Regions from separate parts of the Rattus norvegicus genome. Here region 1 is linked to region 2. The links are chromatin contacts, called in public Hi-C maps. All regions are on one chromosome and are shown on one strand. The core of a region is the stretch at or near the end of the contact, and the rest is flanking DNA. Distances in the headings are between cores, read along the strand shown.

What was found. Hi-C and Micro-C count contacts between places; a contact is called where the count stands out from the background.
Region 1: a Hi-C map of psoas muscle shows a contact between it and region 2, with 3 times the contacts expected there. The contact joins two enhancer-like sites. A contact is called at or near these places in 11 of 12 Hi-C or Micro-C datasets (the A7r5 cell line, the Rat2 cell line, Schwann cells and 6 more) and 1 of 1 datasets of contacts at active chromatin or transcription factors (oligodendrocytes).

The regions. Positions count from the first base shown.
Region 1 is chr10:11,563,988-11,566,687 of GRCr8, forward strand. Srl (sarcalumenin) reads left to right here. Exons shown (of 7, transcript NM_001371633.1): 2 at 2,088-2,700. Among named protein-coding and RNA genes, the nearest start is that of Srl, 25 kb to the left of the region's middle. Within about 2 kb of position 1,449, at least 4 of the 93 cell types and tissues checked have an H3K27ac peak or open chromatin away from gene starts, as enhancers often do.
Region 2 is chr10:11,531,155-11,533,902 of GRCr8, forward strand. No RefSeq gene overlaps it. Among named protein-coding and RNA genes, the nearest start is that of Srl, 7.9 kb to the right of the region's middle. Within about 2 kb of position 1,452, at least 2 of the 93 cell types and tissues checked have an H3K27ac peak or open chromatin away from gene starts, as enhancers often do.

The DNA of each region.
Region 1 (2,700 bases), core at 199-2,698, 33 kb after region 2:
CCTGGGTATTACTGATCCGTGCGTCAGTGGCCCGAGCTCTCTGTCTCCAGAGAGTTCTGAGGCAATGCTGAGGAAGAAGCTGGTTTCTGGGCCACAATTTGAGTAGTGATAGCCCTGATTAGAGGTTAGGCCTTTCCAAAAGTCCTCAGTCTGTTATTAGCTATGTGACACCGGAAGGACCCAGAATGTTAATCTCAGCTATAAAAGAGACATAAGTAATACTTGTTTACCAGAAGCAGGTCACTCTAAGTCTTATGTGAGACCGAGATGTTTCCTATTGCCTGGCGTGGTAAATAATTATGACTGTTTCTCCCACATATTTATACATCTTGCTGCCCAGAGGACTGTCAGTCTCCTTAGGTTAAACCAAATTCCTGCCACAGATTCTTCTCAGGGACTAGGGAGCTAGAAACGCAGGGGAAGGAGTTGGGGCAAGTGATGTTTAACTCCCCCTGCTGTGACCAAGGGACTGGGAATTCTTACTGGTACCTACATGTAAATGCAGACTTCTTCTAGAACTTCCTCTAGGGCACCCGAGGGTCATACACACTGGGAACACACAATTAAAACGCAAATTCTCCTACCCAGGAGCCAGGTTCATAATCCTGGAAAGGGAATAAACATAGCAGGGGCTGGGTTCCCGTCAGAAGGTTCCTGTATCCCCTGAATACATCATGGACCAGGAGTTGGCATCTCTGTGTTCTGGTCACCTTCTAGTCACATGGTGACCGTGTATGTGTCTGTGGCAAAGCAAAGACCATCACCAATTTAGGTTTAGAATCTTCCAGACAGGATGAGTGAGCTCATGAATGGCCACGTACACTCGCGTGCTTGGGGTAAAGTTTTACACATTTTTATATAGGGCTCCTCTATAATAAGTGCCCCAGAGCTTCCCATCCTTCAGAGGCTGGCACAGGTTGGCTAATCATGGGAGCTAATGAGTAAACAGCCATCCCTGAAGGCTGGAGAGTGCCCCTGCCTTTTGAGAGCTGGTAAGGACTGAGGCACCTAGAGATGAAGAGTTTTTACCTCAGTGAAGGAGGCCCTGCACGCACTAGGCTTAGTCTAAGAGGGGGTGCCTTTGCCAGCACAGAGGTGGAGAGAGAGGTCTTAGCCACACTGAAGCGAGGAGCCCACATCCCACCCTATTCCCGTGGGGTTGCAGTTTTCTCTGCAGGCCTCCTCTTTAAGCAGATCCCAGTTTGGGAGAGAAGATCAGAAGGGCTAGGCCCAAGCTTTGCTTCGTACCCCATTTTCCAAAAATATCCGTCTTGACCCTCGGTGGCCGTCTCTGTCGTGGACTGGGCCCCTGTTGTTCTGTTCTCCCTGTGCCCTCTGCACTGTGGGTACAGTTGCAGGACCTTAGAAGGGGATCCCCTCAGAAGGGGTTGGCTGAGGCCACTAGGAAGCCCAGGCCCTGCCCACTTGGGATGCCTCCTCCTCAGGCCCTGTTTCCTCTAATCTGAGGCAGGGAGGCCAGCAAATGCCTGCCCTTAAGGGGACAGGGTTAGATGTGTGACTTGACAAAGCTGAGAGCCACAAGTAATCCCCTAAGTACTCTGCCTTGTAACCTAAGATTATCTGGTCTACGAGCACCTGTTTTCACTCCTTCGCCGATAGTAGTATAAAAAGCTTGCTGGTTAATGACTCTAGGAACTGACAGGGAATGGAATGAACTCACATTTGTCCCATCTTGGAATATCTCCTCAGGAGCCAGGTGGCACGTGCCACGCCTGCTCCAAGGTTGAGGAAGGGCTGGAAGGGCTCACCCAAGTTTCTCTCCATATATAGTCATTAGGACCCAGGGGGGAAGACTTGAAGGTCAGGGTCACTTGGCAGCTCTTGGGTTACTACAGAAACTAACACCCTTAGTGGTGGACGGCAGGTCAATCCTTTACGCCCTACTCTGGAGACCCTACAGGCATGGAGGGAGGCAGGTGATCCAGAGGACCCGAGTTGGGAGGCCTAACACTGGACAACCAGGCACATATGGCGCTTCCTGCAGCGGGAGCTAGATTGACGTAGACTCTTGAGAAACAGGGCGGTGCCAACCCTGTGAACTGACCAATCATGTTCTAACCATTTAGAACTGCAAGTCTCTGCTTCGGGTGGCACGGAAGATGTTGGCAATTTGTTGGAGAATCATTTCTCTGCTGGAGACGCAAGTCTAGAGGAGAAAGAAAGGGCGCTTTATGCAGATGCGGCCCCTGGAGACAAGAACCTACTCCTTCACTACCCAGACGGCAGGGAGGCTGAGAGCTTCGAGCAGCCTCCTGCAGGGGCCCCTTCCACTGCCAACGGCCAGGGCTCCGAATCCGAAGCTAGCCTGTCCAATTCCTCAGCTGCAGAGTCAGCTCCACCCGGGGATGTCGAAGGGCCCGGGGAGGAAGAGGAGGGCCCACATGCAGCAGGCACCCTTCCTCCGGGAGGGGCTGAGGGGCCAGAAGAGAGGCCAGAGTTCAGTTCTGGAGAGGAAGCAGGACAGGAGGAGGCTGGGGTGGGGCTCCCCACAGAGGGGGCTGCGAATATGGAGGCAGAAGCACAAGAGGAATTGCAGGGGCGCTTAGGAGATGGGCCTATGGAAGAAGCAGCAGCCGGGGCAGCAGAGCCTGTAGCTCCCCAGTCCACAGAGGGTGAAGAGGCAGAAGGTGAGGGCAGCATAGGCTCTGATCACCAATCCACAGAGCTAGATGGAGCCCA
Region 2 (2,748 bases), core at 202-2,701:
ACCCACAAAGGGTATTCCAGTAGACTGCGTGAGTGTGTCAGAGGTTCTGTGGAAGGAGTACCCATCTTGGGTGGGAATTTGACTTTTTAAAAAAAAAAGATTTATTTATTATATGTAAGTACATTGTAGCTGTCTTCAGACACACCAGAAGAGGGCATCAGATCCCATTACAGATGGTTGTGAGCCACCATGTGGTTGCTGGGAATTGAACTCAGGACCTCTGGAAGAGCAGTCAGTGCGCTTAACTGCTGAGCCATCTCTCCAGCTGAATTTGATGTCTTCTAAGATTGATGATCTGTAGTTACCAAGACCGATAGGATTGTCCTTTTAGTAAGTGCTAGTAGTAGCTCTTACTTAGTAGCTCTTAGTTGTAGCTCACACTTGTACTCTCAGTATTCAGGAGACTGGGGCAGGAATATTGCTAGAATAAGTTTGAGGCAACTTGGACTACATAGTAAGGTTTTAAGCGGGGCTGAGATACAGTATGAGACAGATGCTCCCCCCTAACTCCCACCCCCAACCCCGTGACAGGATCACTCTGTCTTCCTAACTATTCTGGAGCTCACCAGGCTGGTCTTGAACTCACAGAGATTCACCTGTCTCTTGAGTGCCAGGATTACAGGTGTACTCCACCATACTCAATGAGAGACTCTTAAAAAAAAAATCCCCAAGTTTGGATGAGGTAGCTTAGTGGGTAAAAGTGTTACACGAAGCCTGATGACCTCAGTTCAGTCCTCAGGACTCATGGTGAAAGGAGAGAACTGACTCACCAAAGTTGTTCACTGTCCTCCACACTTGTGCCATGGCGTAGTAAAAGATGCCAAAACTGGGCAGGGTGGCTTCCACTTACACTCTCAGGATGTGGGTGTGGAGATGGGAGGACCAGGAGTCAAAGGCTACTCATGACAACATCGTTTGAGACTAGCCCGGGATACTTGAGACCCTATTCCCCCACCCTCACCCCATGCCCCTGGCATCCCCCCACCCTTGGAATGTGGAACAGATGCAAAGTCAAATGCTGCCTAAGTTAAGGTCTGACAGTTTCCTGGGTCCTTGAGGAATGTTTGAGCCTCAGAGCCTACCAAGTCAGCTGCCCAGGATAGACCAAGCTACAGACACTGTGGCAGGAACCATAACATTCCGGCCCTCAGCTTGCTGGGCCGTGTGGCCTTTCACATTGTCTCCACACCCTGCTTCTGCCACCACTGTTCTTCACCCTAGGTGTTAAGTTAGTGTGCCGCAGTCATGACCCATATTCTTTTTTCTTTTGGGTGGGGTGGGGTGGGGTAGGGTTTGATACGGGATTTCTCTGTGTAGCCCTGGCTGTCTTGGAACTCACTCTGTAGTACAGGCTGTCCCCAAACTCCTGAGAGCTTTAGGTGTGCACCACTACCCTGCCCAGCATGACCTGTGCTCTTAACAAGTATGTGGGTTAAAATTAAATGAAAGGAGCCAGTGTGGTGTTACATGGCTAATCTCAGTACTTGGGAAGCCAAAGCAAGAGAATCTTGATCAGCCTAGGCAACATGACAAGACCGTTTCAGTTACAGACAGACAGCAGGGAGGCTTGGTATGACACATGCTTGTAACGGCAACCCTTGGGAGATAGACTCAGTAGAATCGGGAGTTTAAGGCTAGCCCCAGGTACACAATGAGTTTAGAGCAGCCTGGACTACCTGAGATCTCAAAGTGTTTTTTGTTTTTGTTTTTGTTTTTGTTTTTTTAAAATAGCAATTCTGTAAAGTTCCTAACTCATTTAACAACCAAGGAGACAGGTTCTACCTGCTATCTTGTGTGCATCTTCAATCCCCGTTCTAGGCATTTTCACCATTAGCAAAGTGGCAGTTTCATCACGAGACCACTTTAGGAAGAGCAGCTGTGTGAAAGTGAAGAGAAAAAAAGGGGGGCAGAGAAGGAAACCCTTGTTGAGGGAACCGAGGCCGCGTGTTTGTAAAAGTTTAATTTCCTTAGTCCTCAGCTTCCCAAAAGCCTATACTGCTGTGACTCGACCCTATTGTCATAACCAGCCTTTGTCCAAGGCTATCACTTGCCAGATTAACTTCTCACCACTCACCAACCCGATGTGTGTAGGATCACCGACCACCATACATGAGCCCAAGAAAAAGATTGTGGGTGGTGCTGGACATGGTAGCTCATAAAGTAGACCATCCAGGCCTGAGCTCAGGAGGATGGTTAGAGTTAGGGTTCTGTATTCATCAGCTACCCATAGTATAGCAAAACCTGACACTGGTTACTGAAGGAACTGCCTTTGTTACTTTTCTATTGCTGTGATAACATACCATGACCATGGCACAGAAGGATGAGAGTTCATCCTGGTGGGGAAGCATAGCAACAGGCAGCAGGTGAGGTGGCTGGAGCAGAGGCTGAGAGCTTACATCTTGAACCATAATAAGCTCAGAAAAAGAGATTGAACTGGGAATGGCATGTGACTTTTTTTTTTTTCCAGAGCTGGGGACTGAACCCAGGGCCTTGCGCTTCCTAGGCAAGCGCTCTACCACTGAGCTAAATCCCCAACCCCAGCATGTGACTTTTAAACCTCCAAGCTGGCTACCATTGCCTGATTCTTCAAGGCCACACTTCTTCATCCTTCTCAAACAGTGCCACCAACTGGGACCAAGTATTCAAATACCAGAGACTATAAGAGACATCACATGCAAACTACCTCAGAGGTAAAGAAAGGTTTGTTTTGGCTTATGGTTCTGGAAATTTATGGTCCATGGGTATCTG